Regions from separate parts of the Sus scrofa genome. Here regions 1, 2, 4, 5, 6 and 7 are each linked to region 3. The links are chromatin contacts, called in public Hi-C and HiChIP or PLAC-seq maps. All regions are on one chromosome and are shown on one strand. Each heading gives the region's core, a stretch centred on a gene start, on an enhancer-like site or on the middle of the called end of the contact. The rest is flanking DNA. Distances are from core to core; before and after follow the strand shown.

Region 1 (2,700 bases), core at 188-2,687, 160 kb before region 3:
GCCTGTGTCTTCCTTCATTCCTCCCCCTGAAGCCACTGTTTCCACAGAAGCAGTTGTTGAGTTTGAAGGGCAGGATGGTGGCCTTCTGCGAGCTCTGCCAGAGTTGCCTCTCAGATGTCGATCCTGAGATCCAGGAGCAGGTGAGCGGTTACTCAAGTGGGACGGAGAGCACAAGTCTCCCCTCTGCCCGTGCCCCTCCCCACCTTTGCCTGGGCCTGAGGAAACCCTGTTCTGAGGGGAAATCACAATGTCATTTCTGTTTTGGTCAGTATTCTCCTTTTTAAACATTTTTTTTCTTTTTTTTCTCCAACAGGCTTTTGTCTTGTTAAGTGACTTGCTTCTCATATTCAGCCCTCAGATGATCGTAGGGGGACGAGATTTTCTTAGACCACTTGTCTTTTTTCCTGAAGCCACTCTCCAGTCAGAGCTAGCCAGCTTCCTCATGGACCATGTCTTTATCCAGCCAGGAGAACTGGGCAGTGGTACTGGGACTCTATACTTGGGGCTCAGGAAGGGTTGGGGGCTTGGGCCTGCCTCGAGCACAGAGGGCAGGAAGCCTAAATCTGTGATTCTGATACTTCCGTTCTGCATTTGAGGTGAGCCAGGCCATTCCCAGGAGGATCATTTACAGATCGAGCAGCTGCACCAGCGGCGCCGCCTCCTGGCTGGGTTCTGCAAGCTGTTGCTGTATGGGGTGCTGGAGATGGACGCAGCCTCAGATGTTTTCAAACACTACAACAAGGTACACCAAGGCTCCAAGCTGAGCGCAGCCTTCACTGAGGACACTACAGAAAGGAGGGTGCGGAGAGGACAGTATCAGGCTTTAAGGAGAAGCAGCGGGGGAGGACCAATAGGAGTTGAGAATAAAAGGTCAAAGAGAGTTAGCAGTAAATAATTACAGAGAAAAAGCTGTTAGGAGGAAGAAATTCATTGGAGAGGAAATGTCTTAGTCTTCCTGGCTAGAAATTTTTTTTTTTTCTCTGAACCTAGTCTATGGGATAAGGTAATGTAAGGAAGAGGAAAAAAGAATGGACCAGGGTACAATCCTCACAAGATACCTAGATAATGTACCTCAGTTCCCTCAACCCACCATTGTGTTGATTGCTGTTTCTTGAGTACCTACTATCCCAGGCACCTCAGTGAACAAAACAGACAATAGTTCCTGCTTTCTGGAGCTTCTGTTTTGGTGGGAAGAGGCAAATAGCAAAGACTTCAGTGCAAGATGACAGGGGGCACTGGCAGGCTTACGACCCTTCTTCTCCAAGAAATGAGCTCAGGGCCGAGCTTCTTATTTATTTGCCTGAACTCTAGAGATGTGATCTGGTATGAGTTGTTTAATGCATAGATTCACATTTTCCTACCTAAGGCTCCTTTGGAAGGAGACATGATTAGGGCTATGAATAATGAAACAAAGCAGAAACAGTCTCTTCCTGTGGTTAGACATTATCTTCTCCACTTCCTCTCCGTCAGTTCTACAATGACTATGGTGACATTATCAAGGAAACATTAACTAGAGCAAGGCAGATTGACCGAAGTCACTGTTCCCGAATTCTGCTGCTGAGCCTCAAGCAGGTACCCTCTTCTGCCTAGAGAGCCTCAGACCTGATGTGCCCTCCTGCAGCCCACAAGCTGTCCTGTGCTTAGCCCTTCAGAATGTGAGATCCTTCAGAGCAGGAACTTCCTAATTTATTTTGATTTCTACTTTACATGACAGTCTCCCTCATAACTAATAGACCAGTAAAAAGAGGCTTTTTTAAGTGGGCAGTCTCCACCCCTATCCATACAAACCCCATGTCAGGTAGAACATGGGAGCACCAACAATCAAGTGACAGGGAATTCCTAATTTCTTTCCAAGTCTGGTCTTTCTCACCCTTTCAGTTACTACAGACATATTTGTTTATTGTTAGAGAGCAGGGTGAAGCCCCTCTCTGCTGCAGCTGATCAGGAATAGAGGAATAGGGTCAGTGTCCTGGGAGGAAAGAAGGAGTTAAAAAAAATAGCAGATGGCTTCCCGAACCCTTTAGGATTTCTCGGCAGAAAAGGGAATGCTGTACTTCTCTACTTCTGCCTTGTTTCTCCTTTTCCCAAATGTGCCATATGCCTTGTCTCCTGGATATAGTTATACACAGAACTACTGCAGGAACAGGGGCCCCAGGGCCTGAATGAGCTTCCGGCCTTCATCGAGATGAGGGACCTGGCCAGGAGGTTTGCCTTGAGCTTTGGGCCGCAACAGCTACAGAACCGTGACCTTGTGGTCACACTACACAAGTAAGGAAGTATCGGTTGGAAGGCAGGGTACTTGAACCTTCCTGAGAGGGCTGAGCCAGAGGCTGTGTACAGGGAGGGCTAGGAGGGAGGAGGGAGGGGGCAGGCATGTCGAGGAGCAGCAGTTGAGCTGGTGAGGGGGTAGTTTCTGGAAGACAAACTGGGTCCTGGACCAGGAAGGAAGGAAGTACTTGGACAGGATGCCTCAGCCTTGGGAGGGAAGTGGGGAGGGACGATCTTCCTAAAATGATTCTGCTCAACCAAGGGAAGGCATCAAGTTCTCCTTGTCAGAGCTTCCTCCAGCTGGCTCCACCAGTCAGCCCCCAAATCTTGCATTCCTGGAGCTCCTTTCAGAGTTCTCCCCCCGACTCTTCCATCAGGACAAGCAGCTGCTGTAAGTCAGAGGGTAATTGGGTAAAGATGTGGGTTAGAGAA
Region 2 (2,700 bases), core at 178-2,677, 220 kb after region 3:
GTGGCTCTGGCGTAGGCCGGTGACTATGGCTCCGATTCGACCCCTAGCCTGGGAACCTCCATATGCCGTGGGAACGGCCCAAGAAATAGCAAAAAGACAAAACAAAAAACAACAACAAAAAAAGGAATGCAGGATCCAAAACCAGGCTGCAAACTGCACCATAGGTCACCGCAATGCCAGATCCTTAAGCCACTAGTTGGATACTGGATACTAGTTGGATACTGGATACTAGTTGGGGTCATTACCTGCTGAGTCACAATGGGAACTCCCTCCCTTCCAAATTCTCATTGACACCTATTACCTACTGCTAATATATGATCGAATTGGTGAGTGCTCCATAAATGGAATTTGTGCTTAACTAAGAATGTGACTTTTCTTATTCTCTTTAAAAATTGGTGCTTTGGAAACTGTTTTTAATGCCTTCAACTGAGGCTAAATGAAAAGTGTATGTTTTAATACTTTTAAATCGCATGAGGACTCAATGAAGGTTACTCATTGATTTGAACTTTCCAAAACATTTTCACAATCCGCAGGATCTTAAAATAATCCAAGGTGACTTGCAGGGCAGGTAGCTATCAACACTCTCATTTTATAGATGTGGAAACCGAGGCCTATACTTACATTCTCATCCCTTCGCGGAGATGGTCCAGAGCGAGGTTCATCAAGAGGCTAGATATTAATACACACAATAAGGTCGATAAAGCAGCCTTGGTTCATATTCCAACTCTGCAGCCCTAGGACTCTGTTTCCACTACTGTAAAATGGGGACAAAGCCAGTACTCAACTTCATAGCACTGTGAGGAGTAAATAAGTATGAAGCTCAATAAACGAGTTGCTATTAGAGTGTCATGCCGCCACATAAAGAGTTCCGCAAAAGCCACTGGGCAACGCGGGGGCACTGCCTGGGCAGACCCGTTCTCACAGCATACCTGAGTTCCCAGGGGCCGCCCAGGTCCCCATGGCTTCCCGCCCGGGCACCTTCGGAAACACTGCTCCTCCTCGCTACGCGTTGAGGCCGGCTGGCCTCTCCAGCAGTGATCAACACTGATCTCTCTCAACCCTGTCCCCTGTGGAGGGGCGTGGTCTCACAGACAAAGGGCGGAGCCAAGGCGAGAACTGGGGCGTCGAGCTCCCCTTCCCAGTCTGGAGCCGCCCAATCCGGGAGGGCAGGTCACGTGACCAGCGAGCGGTTTCACCCTCCCCTATGCCGGTACCACCTATGTCAGTCCCAGAGGGGATGTTTTGTGCCTTTTCGGGAAGCAAAGTATTTTTCTGAGCCCATTTTGCGTAGAAATAATGTAGAGTAATATCTTTGATGTTATGGGGTCAATATTTGCCCCCTAAGTGCTATTTTTCCCCCGGCCTCCCCCCGATAAGTAGTTGGTCTCGTCCAGCCGGGCCCTGGGCGCGGCGGCGACGGCCGCGTCACTGGCGGGCGGGATCCCTCCGCTCTGGGGAGAGCAGCGCTGGACGGTTGAGTTGGGGTGACTGAGAAAATCCATCCGCGTCGCCGCCGCTGCCGCCTCCGCCGCGGAGGAAGACAGGACCTCCCGCTCTCCTTTAGCGACCCTTCGCAGAGTCCCACCGCCACAGGTACCTCCGCTGGTAAAAGGAGTCCTCATCCCCTTCCCAGCCCCAAATTCCCGTGGGGGAACCTCTCTTCCGTCTGTCTACCCGGTCTGGCCTCTCGGGAGCGGACGTAACTCCCCAGACATCCCCTCCCTTCTTATGGCCCCGTCGCTCCCAAACCCGGAAGGGGAACTGGGGGACCCTCGCCCCCAATAACGCACGCGCTCCCTGCAGCATCAGGGGCCTTTTGCCTGACTCTAGACCTCATCTCACCCCCACCTGCCTCTTGCTCCCTGAGAAGTTGGGGGGCTAAATTCGGGGCTTCCTCTAGGCCCTGTCCCGCCCCCTTTCCCCACCACTGCCACCCTCTTAGCTCCCCCGGGGTAGCACCCCTCGTGTCCTCCCATTTCGCACCGCCGCTGGCATTCGCCTTGCAAAAGTCCAGAATCCTCAGAGAAGCAGGCAAGGCCGCGAGGCCACCCTTCCCTTGTCTCCACCCTCGATTTAGGTTCTTTTCTGGACCCATTACCCCCTAGACCAGAGACCTCGGCACCTCATTCCCTTTAGCAGTCCTAACCTCACGCTTAGCTCCCAGTCGCCCCTACCCCCCACCGAGCTTTCTTTTGGGCAAAATGGAGGTCGTGGGGGCCGGAGAGCCAGGCCCACTGCGTTTCGAAGAGCCACACCGGCCCGCGCCTTCCCCTGCCAGATCCGGGGACCCTCGCTTGTCCCTTGCCTCCCCTTCGCCCCGTCAGCCTTGCGGAGGCGGTGGCACCCCCATTTCTCCTTGGGACCCCAATTGCTGTATGCCCAGAATCTGGGGTTGCCGAGGGGGCTCGGAAGGGTGATAGGGATTGAGGGCTGGGAGCGTTGCCCCCGCCCCCAGCGGCTTCCTCCTGGCCTGCTTCCTTCTGCCTGGGGCGTCTGGCGCTGCCGCCCGGCCTGGGCTGCCGGCAGCTGGAATTGAGGGGCTTTGTCCCGAGCTGGGGAAATGGGATGGGGGTCTCTGCCCCCCACTTTGGAAGGGCGTCCCCAGGCTCTGGCGTAGAAAGCTGAACAGAGCGAGGGGAAATGTCAGCGGGGAAGAGAAACGCCCAGGGCCTGGGGGAAGTGGGAGCAGGGTGGGGGACG
Region 3 (2,700 bases), core at 22-2,521:
TTCCCTCACCAATTCCCTCTTAAGGACGGCAATTAACACCAAAGGTACCACAGGCAAAAGTTCTTCACTCCCCTCAATAGGTAAAACAGTGACTGTCTCTTCCCCATCAAGAAACTCCTCGTGAATTTCCCCTCAGCTCCCTCTCCCCTCCCCCAGCCCGCGGAGGCACCAGGATCCTCATTCTCTCCGGCCCGTCGTCGCCCGCCCCGATACTACTGGGTTACTTTTGTTTGTTTGTTGGGTGCGAGTTTGCTGTTGGAGATTCTGAGGAGAGAGCTAAGAGTTGGTCCTCGTCCTAAAGAGAAAACTTCTCCTCAGGCTAAGAGTTGGTCCTCGCCCTAAAGAGAAAACCTCTCCTCAGGCAACAGGTACTAGGATTGGCCGCGCCTAGCACCTTCACCTGCAACCGGAAAAGCACCAGCAATCTTCTGGAGCGAGGAGGACCTAAAGGCCAGGAGCAGAATGAGCTACCGCAGCAACTCTGCAAACCCCTCCAAAACTCGAGCCAGTTTTCCCGCCACCAAGCAAGGTAAGGCGCGAGGCCACACACAAGCTCCACCCCACCCCTCCTACAAGCGGCGTGCTCGCAGGACTGCTGCGCATGCGCAGCTGGAAGCTAGTTCGGCGCTTGCGCAGCTGAGTTATAGCGCCATCTTCCAAACAAACGCCCTGTAAAACTACAAGTCCCATAATCCTGGTTGGCCTCACTTTTTTTTTTTTTTAGGTGGCAGCAGCAGTGCCTGATCGTTCATGAAGCCCATCTTCCTTTTCCTAACTTTTTTCTCTGCCCTAGACTTCCTTCCTGATTCCCATTCTCCCTTTGAGTCTCCTTCAAACCCTTATTTTGATATTTTGAGACTACCCTTAACACCACTCCCGCCTCTTTCGCCCTCTTCGCAGCCACAGGACCCAAACCCCAATCGCTGTGGGCCCGGAGAACGGGCCCCCTCTGAAAAGGGCATCGAGTAGCTTGTTCCCCATTGGCTGAGGCCGGGGCCCCCAAAGCCGACCGAAATCTCTTCCCTGCCCACGTTCGTTTTTATATAAGGCGGCGCAAACGCGCCGCGGGTGCTCGGAAAAGCCTGCGTGCAAAGGGGGCGGTGGTGGTAGATATACTGTTATTGGTGGCTGTGGTGGGCGTCTGGGTCGCCGTTCCCTAACGGGGGGAGGGGCTCGCGAGCAGGCGTCGGGTGGTGGGTGTGGAGGCGGAGAGGAGGGCGTGGTGTCCCCAGGTGATCGCGATTGAGGGAAGGCGGAGGAGCGAGAGAACGACCTGGCCGTTTCGGGGAAAGAGGAAGTTGGACAACATCGCCTTAGTACTTTTTTTCCCCCAGTTCATCAGAGAATATTTTCCAGGGGGGTGAGTTAAAATGACCTATTGTATTATACTGAGAACAGTAGTTAGGAAGACAGTGGGTACACTCCGCTCCTTTCCTTCTCCTACTTCTAGGTTCGCCCCTCTTTAGAAATAGGTGGGCCAAGAGGGCCACCACTTTATGAATAATTCACGAGGGCCTCCCCGTTCTTTAGCCACGCCCCTCCGAATCGTGCTGACGCATGTTGCGCGTACCAAACCTGAGGAAGCGACGTAGCAGTCCCCGCCTCTAGGACGGAGGGAGGGGCGTCATCTCCAGCACGTGCTGCATCTACCCGCGCAAGCCCAAAAGGGTGTGCGCAGGCGCTGCCCGCTAGGGGGAGGAAGGAGGCGGGGTAGGGAGGTTGCTGGGTTTAGAGCCGGGCGGAGACGGCAGAGACTCATTCCTCAGGAACAAGGGTCGGGTGTCAAGGAGACCTTTTCACACCAGCTCCCCGTCCCCCGCCTACGGTGGGTGGGATCGCGCGGCAGAGACAAAGGATATCACTAGGGACGGACGTAGCTGCGAAGGGAAGTAGGGCGTCAGTTTGGGGTGGTGGGCTTTGGTTGGGGGGGCTTAGGGGGGCTATATTTAAACTCCCGGAGCCGTTAAGTTGGTTCGTACTCTGATGCGCGCGCAACCAGGGTGGTGGCTGAGTGCGCATGCGTGATTCCGGGGCCAGAGGAACGCGCTCCAGCAGTGCGCGCTCGCGGCGAAGCGGTAGTGGTAGAGGAGAAAGGAGTCGGCGCACGCGCGGTTGGTTCCTCGAGTTCGGGTCTCGCGGGCATCTTGTTTTGGTCTCGCGGGCGAGTGGGGCGCGCTTCGGGGGAGGCGCTTGGGGACGAGACTAGGCGAGAAGCGGAACTGCGCGCGCACTCAGGAAAGGGGGGAAGGGAGCGCGGTCTTAGGAAGGGGGGGTTAAGCCCCCTGGTCCCCCTGGTTGCCCTCGACTGGGACGGAATAAGGGGAGGAAATGATCGAGATGGCGGCGGAGAAGGAGCCGTTTCTGGTGCCGGCCCCGCCACCGCCGCTCAAAGATGAGTCGGGCGGAGGGGGCGGCCCCACGGTGCAACCACACCGAGAGGTCGCCTCCGGGGAGCTCCGCGGCGGGACGCAGCGTGGGCCGGGCCCGCGCGCACACTCGGCGGGGTCCCCAGCTTCTGGGGCAGGCAAGGAGAGCCCCGGGGCTACCTCCACCCCTCGGGGCGGCCAGTCGCAGCAGCAGCGAGGGGGCGGCCCCCAGGCCCAGTCGACCGGAGAGGCCTGCTTGTCGGATCCCCAGGGGCTAGCCGCTCCCCCGGACGTGGGGGAGGAGCGCCGGGGAGGGGGCGGAACAGAACTGGGC
Region 4 (2,700 bases), core at 20-2,519, 190 kb before region 3:
CTGAAATAAGGAAACAGCTCTACCCCTTGCCAGTATTACCTTGGCCTTAGGTGTCCCTGGGGGCAGTCTGTCCAGTGAAACGGTGAGTGGGAAGATGACCTCATCTGTGGACACAATTGGTTCCTCCACAGGCAGCTGGGTGGTGAAAGAGGTGAAGAGGTCAGGAGAGTCAGAGGCAGCCCGCGGCGCCAGCGTCCCCTTTAAGATCTGCCCGGTACGTGGTTCTTGCCCTCCCCTCTCCTCATCCGTCATTCTCTTCCCGCTACGGGCTTCCCTCTCCCCTCCGGGTCTTTGGAGCCCAGCACACCGCCCCTCCACCCTCTGCCGTGTCACCCCGAGCTCCTCACCGTGGTCGCTCCCCCTGAGGTAGCAGGGCCCGGGCCATGGGTGAGGAGGGGGCTGCAGCCTCGAAACACCCCCCCACCGCCGGGATCCCCGCCCCCCGGGGGTTCGGGATCCTGATCTCCGGAGCCGCCGCCCCCAGGAGCCCCGCCTCCGGCGCTGACTGAGGCCAGGGCGGCCAGGGCGGTCGCCAGTTCTGCCCAGGCCCCTCGCGAGCCCAAGCCCGGGCCGCCCCCAGCGCCGGACCCCGCGCCGCCCCGGCAGCGCAGCACCAGCAGGAAGCGGACAGTCTCCCCCAGGTAGAGGTGGTTGCGCCGGGGCAGCGCCCGGTACCGGCCCGGGTCGCCAGCCAGCTCGGCGCGGGGCGGCAGCGGCACGGCGGGGAAGTACATCGAGTAGTCGCACTGGGACTCCATGGGCTGCGAGGACAGCGCGGGCCAGGGGCGAGGTGGGGCCGGAGGAGGCCGAGGGGGCCGACGGGGTGGGCCCGGGGAGCCCCGACCCCCGACGGGTGCTGCGCGCGGCCGGGCCGGCCCGAGAAACCGACCGGGACCGGGAACCGGGACAACGAACCCGGAACCGACACCCCGCGGGGGCCGGAACCGGGGTGCAGGGCCGAATGACTGGCGAGAAACCGGAAGCGGAAGGGAAGGGGCGTGGCCTCCGAGGCCCCGGAATTTGTGGGTGACCGGACCGTGAAGGAGAGGGGCGGGGTGCGGCTGGGGTTAGGCTGCGGGAGGAAGGGTTTAGGAGATACTGCAAACAGACTTCTTAAAGAAGAACTGCTAGGAGTTCCCTTTGTGGCTCAGGAGAAACAAACCCGACTATATCCATGAGGATGCGGTTTTCATCCCTGGGCCCGCTCAGTGGGTTAAGGATGTGGCTTTGCCAGCTGCGGTGTATTGGGATCTGGCATTGCTGTGGCTGTGGTGTAGGCCGGCAGCTGCAGCTCCAATTCGACCCCTAGCCGGGGAACTTCCACATGTTGTACCTGCGGCCCTAACCCCCCCCCCCAAAATGTTAAAAGAACCCCCTCCTATCCCGTTTCTCTTAGGAAGATGCTCCATCCCCTTCCCTTTCCACCCTACATAGAGCAGGTCGAAGTTCCAAATTATTTATTCATTCAACAAACATTTCATGGTGAAATGAGCATAGCCCAGTAACAAATATTTCATATAGAAATGGACTCATTATTCCAGTCCTTTGGGTTCCAAGCTTTCTCTGACATACTCCAAGGTTTGCTCCTCCAGGGCACCTCTGAGAGTGCTACTTGGAACTGCAGTGTGTGGGGGTCGTGCTGGAAAGAGGAAGGGGCCGAAAGGGGGAGGGAGGAGGTTACTGGTAGGACTGGGATTCCTCTGCACAGGCAGTAGGTCATGGAGACCAGTCCATGCAAAGTTCCACTGGTCCTCTAGGGAGCAGATATGCTTTCTGAGGGAAACAGGGCATTTGACTGCCCCACACTCATCACATGTGCCCTGTGGCTTGGCGGCTCTTCAGCTTAAGATGTAGTGGTCTGATGCCTAGGGAGAGGATAGCCTTGAATTTTTAAGGGGCAGAGAGACTGTTGGGGGAAACTGCTTGGCATCCAGCTTGTCCTTGTACTGTAGCTCAGGGGTAGCCAGGCGCTCACACTCTTCCTGGTCCTGGAGGCTCAGTCCACTCCGAAGCACGTAGCCCAGAACCTTTCCTGACCCAAACTGGAAAGGGCGGAACCGCCGGTCTGTGATGTATTTGGGGTCTAAAGCCTCACCCCCCACAAGACAATGTTTAGCCAGGGCCTCTCGGCGAGCCCGGAGCTCCGCCACAGCACTGTCCAGCCGGCTCTGGCCGTATTGCTTTATCCGTTCCCACAGACTGTGGTTGAAGTGGACATAGAGAGCCCAGTCTAGATTGTTCCAGGCCCGGGCCCGTGCAGTCAGCTGCCTGTCCTCAGCAGTCAGCCCATCGTCACTGACAGCACTTCCACTCTGCCTGCCTCCAGCCTGGGCGTTGTGCATGAAGCCCACCACGTCATCTAGCCCCCAGCACAGGGCATCTGCCAACAGGACCAGTGACTCATCGAAGTACTCAGCCACCAAGACCAAGTCAAAGACAGAGTCCAGCCAGGCCAGACTCCACTGGATGAAGGATGAAGATCCCAAATCTGAAGAAGCAGGGCTGGATGTCCTACTGTGACCGTCAGCAAGGGTGGGAACAGGATGGAAGAGAGCGTTAGGATCCAGGGTGTGGGCTGGAGGGCCAGCACCAGAAGGCAAGACACGCAGCTGTGGGGCCTTGGGGTCTCTGGGGGGGCGAGGATTCCCTCTTTTGGTCCTCATCTCTGGAGGGAAGGGGAGGCCAAAGTCAAACCATAGC
Region 5 (2,700 bases), core at 90-2,589, 150 kb after region 3:
CTCGGATGGGGTGGGGCTTTGGGAATGCAGTCCTCCACCCCTCTCTCAATCCCCACCCACCCCAGCTGCCAGCCCAAGGTCAGCGGTGGCCTCCTGAGCAGCTGAGGCCTGACTCACCTGTTACAGTGGCGTCCCCTACACCCTACCGTCAACAGACACCAGGATGGAAGACGCATGATTGTTAAGAGCCTATGGTAGGGGGAGTGGGAAGGACAGCTAGACGGTCTCTAGCTTCCCAGCACTCCCCGCTGGGAGATAAGATTTCCTTCCTTTCAGCAACTGCAAGTCCCCTCCCCTAGGGAAAGCAGAAACTGTACTGGGAATTCTAGGGTCTCTATGAGATCACAGGCTCCACAGTGATCTCACACACGCAAGGAGGAGGAGTTGCAGATAAAGGGATTAGGGATAATGGGAAGAGCTCAGGGAGAAAAGAGTTGGCGGGAGGTGGGAGATTTGCTTTTCTCCCACAGGCTGCCTGGGTGAAGAGCCGGGTCCGAGCAAAGGAAACAGAAACTTGGGGCTATCAGGGGCAAATCCATGGGAAGCCGCAGGGAACCTGGGGCTGCTCCTATCTTGGTGGAACAGGGGAAAGAGTTGGAGGCGAAGTGCAGAAAGAGAAATGAGTCATTAGAGGGGCTCGTGGGAACGATCAGAATTGAGGTTGAAGAGGTCACGCAAATAAGCCAAACTAGGGGAGGGGCGGGACCATTCTACAGGTGCGCAGATACGCAAATAAAGACAAACGGAGGTGGGGGCGCTCTCACAACGCTCGGCCGGGGACCCTGGGCGTTCCGTGCAAACGAGAAAAGTGTTCATTGTCTAGTAGTTCTTAAAATGGGGAAGGGGTGGCAGCTGACTTATGCAAAACAGCAGAATCCAGAACTCGGACCACCAGGTGAGGGAGCCGGCCAGGCTCCCTGGCTCCAGGAAAAACGAGGGGCGGGGCTATGCAAACGAGGGTCCCCGCGGGGCCCTGGGCCGGGTGCACTCACCAGCCTGGGTGATGTCTGACAGGTCGTAGCTGCGGGCCGCGCCCCGGGGGAAGTGCTTCAAACGCCGGTTAGACAGGTTCAGGGTCCCGGTGGCCACGGCCTCCTCTAGAGCCCGCTCTGCACTGCGGCTCCCGGGCAGACCCGGAGATCCTGGGACGGAGGTTGTGGCCGCCGCCTCCTCACCCCCAGCGGCGAGTGAGGCCGCTACCACCGCCGCCATCCGCTCCTGGCGGCTCCCGCTGCCTGACTGACGGGACCGGCCGTCCCTCCTTGCCCCTCCCCCTCCTCGGAGCCGCCGTAGTGGCTTCCAGGGGGAGGAAGCGGGCTCGAGGACCCGGCGGGCCAATCGCTGTCCCGGGACGCGTCGGAAGTGGCTAATCAGAACCCGCCGGGGGGGTGGGGACTCCGGCGCTGGAGTGAGGCGAGACACGGGAGGGGGACTAGAATGGAGCGCTCGCCAACGGCCGACGTTCCAGGCCGGCCCACCCCGCGCAGCCGCATCCAATCACAAATCTTAGGGGTGGAGATGGTCCAATCAGGTCCAGTCAGGAGGCGGGGACGCCGGCGCTCCACTTGAAATGATAGAGGCGGTGAAAAGCAAGGCCGTCTCTTTTTCCAACGAAGACAAATCGCAAGCCATACACAGGCGAGTGACTGTCGAGAAGGCCAATTAGATCCTCCAAAGGGAACCTGACCCGGCCTCTTCTCTGAGGGACGGCTCTATCTACCAATAGCATGGGCGAGAAGGCGGTCCCTTCACTAAGAAGGAGGCGGGTGAGCTAGAACTTTGAGACCGACGTAAAGAATGTGAGCGCTGCGTGTTGGGCAGGCTGGAAGGAGTAGAGGGACTGCAGTAGCGTGTGCGAGCTGGACATGTTAGGGAGCGAGCCTGCTGTGGTGGCAGCAGGCAGATTGTGGGTATAGGGGGAGCTGGAGGCAAGACGATATCTGAGGCCAGTGAACAGGGGGTCGTTGCAACCGCAGGGACCATGAATGTCATATCAGCTGCAGAGGCCGAGGCCCGGAGACAGTCTCCGGAGGCTGGGCGGACAGGCGGCTTCCCAGGGACCGGGGATGCCCAGCTCAACTCCTGGAGGGAGGGTTACGGGAGACCAGGAGATCCTCGAAAATAACCGCCCGATCTGCCCCCTTGCCCAAAGAAGTACGCCTGGGCAAATTGTGATGATCAGACCTGGGGGCTTAGTCTAGAAGGGACCTCATCTAGAAGAGGACCGCCGTTTCACAAACGAGGAAAGTGAGACAGAGGGAAGAGCTGTCAAGAGCAAACAGCAAGTTATCGACAGCTCGTTCTAGAGGCCAGGCTTCCTTCCCCCTGCATCAACTTTTGCAGTGGGCTTTTTTCTGTTCGCATCCTCTTCTTTGTCTCCCGAAGTGAAACTGAGTGGATAAAGGGGACCCAAATACAAGAGGAAGTTACCGATTCTTGCTCCGTCCACGGAGAGTCTTAACATCCTGTTAAGTGGCATAAGAACCCAATATAGTCCATTTAATTGGTTAATAGCTACCTAGCCACAAATAGCTCAAGGTTCTTTCCCATAAGTCACATCTCAGATGCTGACATTCCAGAACATTTATTGAGTTATTAAAATTCCATCCCAGGTGTCCCAAACTAGCTGTTTACTAGGCCCCCTGAATAAGGGAGTTTGATTGGCTGGCTGACAGTCTGTTCACCAGCAGAGTAAACGAA
Region 6 (2,700 bases), core at 13-2,512, 250 kb after region 3:
ATAAAATGGACCCTCTTCTATTTTCTGAAAGAGATTGTCTAGAATTTGCGTTTTCTTTCTTTCTTTCTTTTTTTTTTTTTTTTTGGTAGAATTCACCAGTAAAACTATGTGAGCCAAGATATTTCTTTTTATAAAGTTAAAAAAAACCTATGAATTTAATTTCCTTAATAGTTACAGAACTATGCAGATGATCTACTTCATCTTGGGTAAGTTTGGTAGTATGTGGTTTTCTGGGAATTGGTCCATAAATTGTGGAATTTGTCTGTAGCGTGGTCTATATTACTCTAAGTATACTTTAATGTATGAGGGATCTTTAGTGCTATCCTCTCTTTCATTTCTGGTAATCATAACTTGAATCTTCGTTCTCTTGTTCTTTTGTCAGTCTTGCTGGAGGCTTATCCATTTTATTGATCTTTTTCAAAGAACCAGCTTTTGGTTTGAATTTCTTTATTGTTTTCTTGTGTTCAGTTTAACGGAGGTTTTTTGGTTTGCTTTTATTAAAGTATAGTTGATTTACAGTGTTGTGCCAATTTCTGCTTTACATACAGCAAAGTGACCCAATCACACGTATATATACATTCTTTTTCTCATAATTTAATTGGTTTTTGTTCTTTATTGTTTCCTCCCATCTTCTCCCTTTGGCTTTACTTCGCTCTTTTTCTAGTTCCTTGAGGTGGAAGCTTGGATTACACTTCCATTCTTTTAAAAATGTTTCCAGAATACTCCTTGGTTCCCTGAAGAACTCCTGTTTGTCCATCAAAACTCAGCTCATATGTCACTTCTGAGGCAGAATAAAGTGGTAGACAGGCTTTCCTCCTCACCCCCAAATAGCCCCCAAACTTGTAAATATCTGAAGCTAAAAAGAACCACAGGATTTAAATGGTGCTGGGAAAGTTCTCAGGAACCTGACCACTTTACAACCTCCAGTCAAATGGAGTCGGACTCCACCCCAGGCAACAAAAAGCCGTGTAGGGGGCATAAAAATGCCAACTCAAATGTATAGGCTTACAGTTTACCCAAGGTTATATCGGGTTTCGAAACTCAGTGGCAAGAACAGGAATTGTCATCCCTATTTGAGTGATGAGAAAACTCAAGCGAAGAACAGTCAAGGACCCCAGTGCAGCTCTAACTCAGTTTCCAGTGGAACTCCACCAAAGCTAAAGCAACCTGGGCCGAGAACCCCTCCCCACTGGCCTTAGGGAGCCTCCAATCCCTCTGTGCTGCCCTGCCCTTCCCGCCAGGGGGCGCAGGTCCCTGCTCCTGGGTGGCGGGCAGAAGCCAAAGAGCTGGTGGATGACGACTGAGGAGTGCTAGTGGGTCTGCGAGCCACAGGGAAGCTGTAAAGGCTAGCCCCACGGCTCACAACTCGCGTCCCCAGGCGCTGGCCTGGAGGTCACCCTGGTCAGAGAAAGGGGAGAAGAACGGGTCCCCGTAAACTGCAGAGGAGTCCCCGAGCCAAAGAACTTGTCCTCCGCCAAGGGCCGGGCCTTGCTTGCCCCCATCTTCGGGCAGCCGGAATCTTGGACGGGAGGTCAGTTCTGCCACACCTCCTCTGACCCGAGGAACTGCGATGGACCCGGGAGTCCAGACTTCTCTTTAGGCCATTCGCGATCAAGATCAGTGGAATTCGCCGTCCTCCCTCACACCTTTGGAAGACCCTTACCCCTAAATCCTCCACGCCCCTAGAAAACCTCCTCTCTTTTCTCCCCTTCATGACTCCTCCGGGAACCGAGTACTGGGTGGGATTGGCCCAGGGAAGCTAACCTTTCTCTTTCCAGATCCTCCCCGGCTTCGACTTGGTATACGCCCCCTGCCTCTGCAGCTTACAAGTGGTAGATCCCATCACCCCCGGAAGCCTCGCGTTACTCAAACACATCGCGCGGTTTTGCGAGCAACTCAGGAAAGGGGCGGGGAGAACGGATGCCGGGAAGGCGATTCGCGGATCGCCCGGGCCTGGCCACGGGGTATGGGCGCGCCTGCGCACTCGGGGGCCTTTTCAGGAGCCTGGTACTAAGGGCGCCCGTGTTTCGGCGTTCCTGCGGCGAGTCCCTTCCCTTCTCTTCCCTTTTTGGGGCCTGGGAGTTGCGGGCAGCTCCTTCCCTTCAGACTGGTCGGCGCAACGCTCGAGTGGCCTGGCAGGGGAGCGGGCTGCGTGCGCGCTGAGGGCACTGTGGAGCGAAGAAGGTAGGCGTGGGAATAGCTGGGGCGGTGGAGGGGCCTGAGATTGGGAGCGATGTGATGGATGAATGGGAACCGGAGGTGGGGGAGATGCTTGAGCTTGAGGTAAGTGGGAAGGGACTGAGACTTGAAGCGACGAGGGGCGTCGAGTGCGACCCCTCTTGGCTGCACCGTTTGGGCGGGAAACGGGGTAGGAAACGAAACCTGGTCTCTCCTCACCCATGGCTGATCTTTCTCCCACACCAGGGCACACTGCATGGCTGAAAACCGAGAACCCCGCGGGGCCGTCGAGGCCGAGCTGGACCCGGTGGAATACACCCTGCGGAAGCGGCTTCCCCACCGCCTGCCCCGGAGGCCCAATGACATTTATGTCAACATGAAGACTGACTTTAAGGCCCAGTTGGCCCGCTGCCAGAAGCTGCTGGACGGAGGGGTAAGGGGTCAGAATGCATGCACTGAGATCTACATTCATGGCTTGGGCCTGGCCATCAACCGCGCCATCAACATTGCCCTGCAGCTGCA
Region 7 (2,735 bases), core at 183-2,682, 180 kb after region 3:
GAATTCTCTTCCACAGACATGTGTCGTGCTTCCAAACTTCAATCAGACCTCTGCTCAAGCTCATCCTAGTCACTCATTCATTGTTCACTCCACATGTTTTAGGTGCTGAAAATAAAACAAAACAAAGTCCCTACTGTTGTAGAGAGCAAGGTACATTCTACAGGAGCAGCGATAAACTAAAACATGCTATCAAGTAGCTCTATGAGTGCTGTGAAGAAAACAAAAGCGTGACAAAAGGACAGGCAAAGGGAGATTCTACATTTGATAGGGCGCTCAGAGAAGGGTTTCAGATAAGATAACTTTGTTTTGCTCCACTGCTGCTAACCAAAGGTGTGGCCTGGGGCAAGATTCTTCACCTTGTTGAAGCTGTTTCCTCCTCTGCGAAGGGAGTTGAAGATTCGGTGGGATGACGTAAGTAGCAAGGCTGACTCTTAATTCAGCAAGTAGCAAATATAAGTGATTTCCGAGTGAGTTCCGTGCAGGAAGGAATCAGAAGAACCTTGGGCTGAGATCCCAGTCCAACTGGGAGCTACTTCCAACTAGTTCTGTAGCAAACGGTTTTTGTTGCTGCGAAGGCTTCTAGGAGGACCTGGGATAGTAGAGAAAGAGGGCTCTCTCGTGGGAGGTAAATTCTAGTGATTCGGACGGGCTCAGAGTGGGGAGAAGGAACAAAGACCCATTCCCAGCCCCGCCCGGGTCCCCACCCCCGCTTATGCCAGGGTTAGCATTCTAGAGACGCTCGTAAAGTTTTACGTCACTAGGATGAAGCCAATCACCTCTTTACGTGCACCGATGGGCGCACTTACGGCTGAAACCAGGCGGCGCTGGCCAATGACAGAGCCCGTACGGCGGAAGAGTGAAACGGTCTCTCCGGAAGATGGCAGCCCTAGTACAGCCAAAAGCTGATTGGCAGGTGCTGTGACCAGAAGGCGAGCTTCATAGCAAGAGCGGCCATTCGGAGGCGGAAGTCCGAATAAGCGTCGGCTTGAGCTCAGGGAGGGGTCGGAGGCACAAATACAGGTCTCGGGAAAACAGAAGACGGAAAGGACAGCCCCGGAAGAGGCGGCTGCGGCAAGTAGAGTCTTGGGGGGGCAGACTGGGCAAGTGCCCAGGGACGCCCGGAAGGGGCGGGGCATGCTGCAGAGTGGGGCGGGGCTTATGGAGATCAGGAACCCGGACTGAAGACAAGGGCCCCGGCAGGGAGCTGGGAGGGGCAGGGTTTACGAGGTGGGCGTGACCCTCGAGGTAGAGCTTGGGGGCGGGGCCTAAGGGGACCCAAGGCAGAGCTGGAGAGGGGAAGGGTTTGGGGGGGCTGGGCCTGTCTTCTGGGGCCTCATCTAGCGGGATTCCGAGGCGGCGGCAGCATCAGTCCAGGCCCTGCCCTACGGTCTCATCCCGTTCCGTTTCACCCCTCTCGCCCCTCAGCTCTATCCTCCAGGCCCGTCCCCTGAACTCTGCCCTCGGATGTTCCACCGCCCAGAGCTTGCATGCGCCGTGGGGCGCCCCAGGACCAGGAGCTGGTGGGTTCGGGGGCTCCTGGGCGGGGGTCCCGGGGCGCCCCTGCTCCCTCGGGACCTGTTGTCCCGGTCCTCGTCTTTCCCCCGGATCTAGTATTCAGGGCGGACCAGCGGAGCGGCCCCCGGCAGTTGCTGACCCTCTATAACCCCACGGGAGCAGTGCTTCGCTTCCGAGGTGAAGGGGATGGGCGTCTCGCGCTAGGATCTGGGGACTGGCAGAAGAAAATTGGGGAGCTGTATGGATTGAGCAGTCAGATGAGTACGGTCGTATGTCCAGCCTAGGCAGAATGGATGATCGGAGGTGGGGGGGCGGGGTAGGAGGCAAAGGCGCTCCATGGGCGGGGCTTGTACAGGGTCCCTGAAGCAATAATCATTCTCTGTGCTTTCTTCCTCCAGTTCTGTGCACAGCACCTGCCAAATACACAGTGTTTGACGCGGAAGGATATGTGAAGCCTCAATCCTGCATTGACATGTGAGTTGGGAGGGGAGGGGTCGAGAGGCTGATGAAAGCCAGGGGTTGCTGCCAGAATAGTTCTCTGATTTACTGTGCTTTGGCCTTAGGTCCCAGACCTTGTCCTCTTCAATCTGTTTTACCCACCCCTCTGTCTGCGTCCCTAAGGGAAAGTTTCCTGGGAGGGTGGGGCCTGGATCCACTTGGATCACGGCCCCTCAATGGGCCTCTCTCCTTTCTTGAGACCAGTGTGATTCGCCACGTGGCCCCCAATCCCAGCCACTATGACGTCCAGGACCGCTTCCGCATTGAGCTGTCTGAGGAAGGAACAGAGGGCCGAGTGGTGGGGCGCAAGGACATCACCTCAGTTCTGAGGGCCCCAACGTACCCCCCTGAGCTTCAGGGACAGCCTGACCCAACGCCCCACCCAGGGCCCCCTTCCTGGACCGCTCCACCCTCGGCCCAACACTTCCCAGAGAGTGAGTTTGGGGATGGGAATTCTGAGAGTTCTGTAGGGAGGGAGGACCTAGCATGATCTTAGAGATGAGCTCAGTTGGAGGTGAAGAGGCCTCCGGTTCAGTCTTTTGCTTTTTGGTGGAAACCTACCTAGGAGTTGAGATTTTACATCAGGTTGGTTTCTGGCTTCCACTGAGGGGGAAAAAATGTTTCCCTTAGCTCTGACTTCAGTACTTCCCATCATGTATCAGCCAAGTTCAGTTCAATAAGAAGCGTAGGTTGAGCAACTCCTGCCGTCCCAAGTTGTGTAT

The links. Hi-C and Micro-C count contacts between places; a contact is called where the count stands out from the background. HiChIP or PLAC-seq counts read pairs in DNA pulled down with a chosen protein or histone mark.
Region 1: a contact with region 3 is called in a Hi-C map of liver, with 1.9 times the contacts expected there. The contact joins the enhancer-like site here to the promoter of MEPCE in region 3. A contact is called at or near these places in 2 of 5 promoter capture datasets (fetal liver and fetal skeletal muscle), 5 of 47 Hi-C or Micro-C datasets (embryonic fibroblasts, liver, omental adipose tissue and 2 more) and 2 of 2 datasets of contacts at active chromatin or transcription factors (alveolar macrophages and skeletal muscle).
Region 2: an H3K27ac HiChIP or PLAC-seq map of alveolar macrophages shows a contact between it and region 3. The contact joins the promoter of GNB2 here to the promoter of MEPCE in region 3. A contact is called at or near these places in 4 of 47 Hi-C or Micro-C datasets (blood, heart right ventricle, liver and 1 more) and 1 of 2 datasets of contacts at active chromatin or transcription factors (alveolar macrophages).
Region 4: an H3K27ac HiChIP or PLAC-seq map of alveolar macrophages shows a contact between it and region 3. The contact joins the promoter of C3H7orf43 here to the promoter of MEPCE in region 3. A contact is called at or near these places in 3 of 5 promoter capture datasets (fetal liver, fetal skeletal muscle and liver), 7 of 47 Hi-C or Micro-C datasets (alveolar macrophages, embryonic fibroblasts, epiblast stem cells and 3 more) and 2 of 2 datasets of contacts at active chromatin or transcription factors (alveolar macrophages and skeletal muscle).
Region 5: a contact with region 3 is called in a Hi-C map of skeletal muscle, with 4 times the contacts expected there. The contact joins the promoter of LRCH4 here to the promoter of MEPCE in region 3. A contact is called at or near these places in 1 of 5 promoter capture datasets (liver), 4 of 47 Hi-C or Micro-C datasets (heart right ventricle, liver and skeletal muscle) and 1 of 2 datasets of contacts at active chromatin or transcription factors (alveolar macrophages).
Region 6: a Hi-C map of liver shows a contact between it and region 3, with 2.0 times the contacts expected there. The contact joins the promoter of POP7 here to the promoter of MEPCE in region 3. A contact is called at or near these places in 1 of 5 promoter capture datasets (fetal liver), 1 of 47 Hi-C or Micro-C datasets (liver) and 1 of 2 datasets of contacts at active chromatin or transcription factors (alveolar macrophages).
Region 7: an H3K27ac HiChIP or PLAC-seq map of alveolar macrophages shows a contact between it and region 3. The contact joins the promoter of MOSPD3 here to the promoter of MEPCE in region 3. A contact is called at or near these places in 1 of 5 promoter capture datasets (liver), 3 of 47 Hi-C or Micro-C datasets (heart right ventricle, liver and skeletal muscle) and 1 of 2 datasets of contacts at active chromatin or transcription factors (alveolar macrophages).

What each region holds. Positions count from the first base shown.
Region 1 is chr3:8,198,769-8,201,468 of Sscrofa11.1, forward strand. STAG3 (cohesin subunit SA-3) reads left to right here. Exons shown (of 33, transcript XM_021086217.1): 23 at 48-140; 24 at 314-482; 25 at 597-742; 26 at 2,120-2,268; 27 at 2,531-2,659. Among named protein-coding and RNA genes, the nearest start is that of STAG3, 24 kb to the left of the region's middle. Within about 2 kb of position 1,438, at least 11 of the 83 cell types and tissues checked have an H3K27ac peak or open chromatin away from gene starts, as enhancers often do. A contact at or near this core is called in fetal liver and liver, where this site is marked.
Region 2 is chr3:8,577,610-8,580,309 of Sscrofa11.1, forward strand. It overlaps GNB2 (guanine nucleotide-binding protein G(I)/G(S)/G(T) subunit beta-2), which reads left to right and starts at 1,428. Exons shown (of 10, transcript XM_003480989.3): 1 at 1,428-1,593.
Region 3 is chr3:8,355,331-8,358,030 of Sscrofa11.1, forward strand. It overlaps MEPCE (7SK snRNA methylphosphate capping enzyme), which reads left to right and starts at 1,272. Exons shown (of 4, transcript XM_003124352.6): 1 at 1,272-2,700. The coding sequence starts at 2,329. It overlaps ZCWPW1 (zinc finger CW-type PWWP domain protein 1), which reads right to left and starts at 865. Exons shown (of 18, transcript XM_005661906.3): 1 at 401-865.
Region 4 is chr3:8,161,469-8,164,168 of Sscrofa11.1, forward strand. C3H7orf43 reads right to left here and starts at 1,270. Exons shown (of 10, transcript XM_013995411.2): 1 at 348-1,270; 2 at 40-135. The coding sequence starts at 758. LAMTOR4 (ragulator complex protein LAMTOR4) reads left to right here. Exons shown (of 8, transcript XM_013995418.2): 5 at 132-214. It overlaps GAL3ST4 (galactose-3-O-sulfotransferase 4), which reads right to left. Exons shown (of 5, transcript XM_013995412.2): 5 at 1,441-2,700. The coding sequence ends at 1,866.
Region 5 is chr3:8,510,003-8,512,702 of Sscrofa11.1, forward strand. LRCH4 (leucine-rich repeat and calponin homology domain-containing protein 4) reads right to left here and starts at 1,340. Exons shown (of 23, transcript XR_002342282.1): 1 at 993-1,340. It overlaps FBXO24 (F-box only protein 24), which reads left to right and starts at 1,424. Exons shown (of 20, transcript XM_021086233.1): 1 at 1,424-2,700.
Region 6 is chr3:8,606,269-8,608,968 of Sscrofa11.1, forward strand. POP7 (ribonuclease P protein subunit p20) reads left to right here and starts at 1,263. Exons shown (of 3, transcript XM_013995472.2): 1 at 1,263-1,531; 2 at 1,779-2,184; 3 at 2,425-2,700. The coding sequence starts at 2,435. LOC110260076 (branchpoint-bridging protein-like) reads right to left here and starts at 2,436. Exons shown (of 3, transcript XM_021087974.1): 1 at 2,398-2,436. The coding sequence starts at 2,436.
Region 7 is chr3:8,530,313-8,533,047 of Sscrofa11.1, forward strand. MOSPD3 (motile sperm domain containing 3) reads left to right here and starts at 1,433. Exons shown (of 5, transcript NM_001195356.1): 1 at 1,433-1,692; 2 at 1,914-1,989; 3 at 2,218-2,447. The coding sequence starts at 1,488.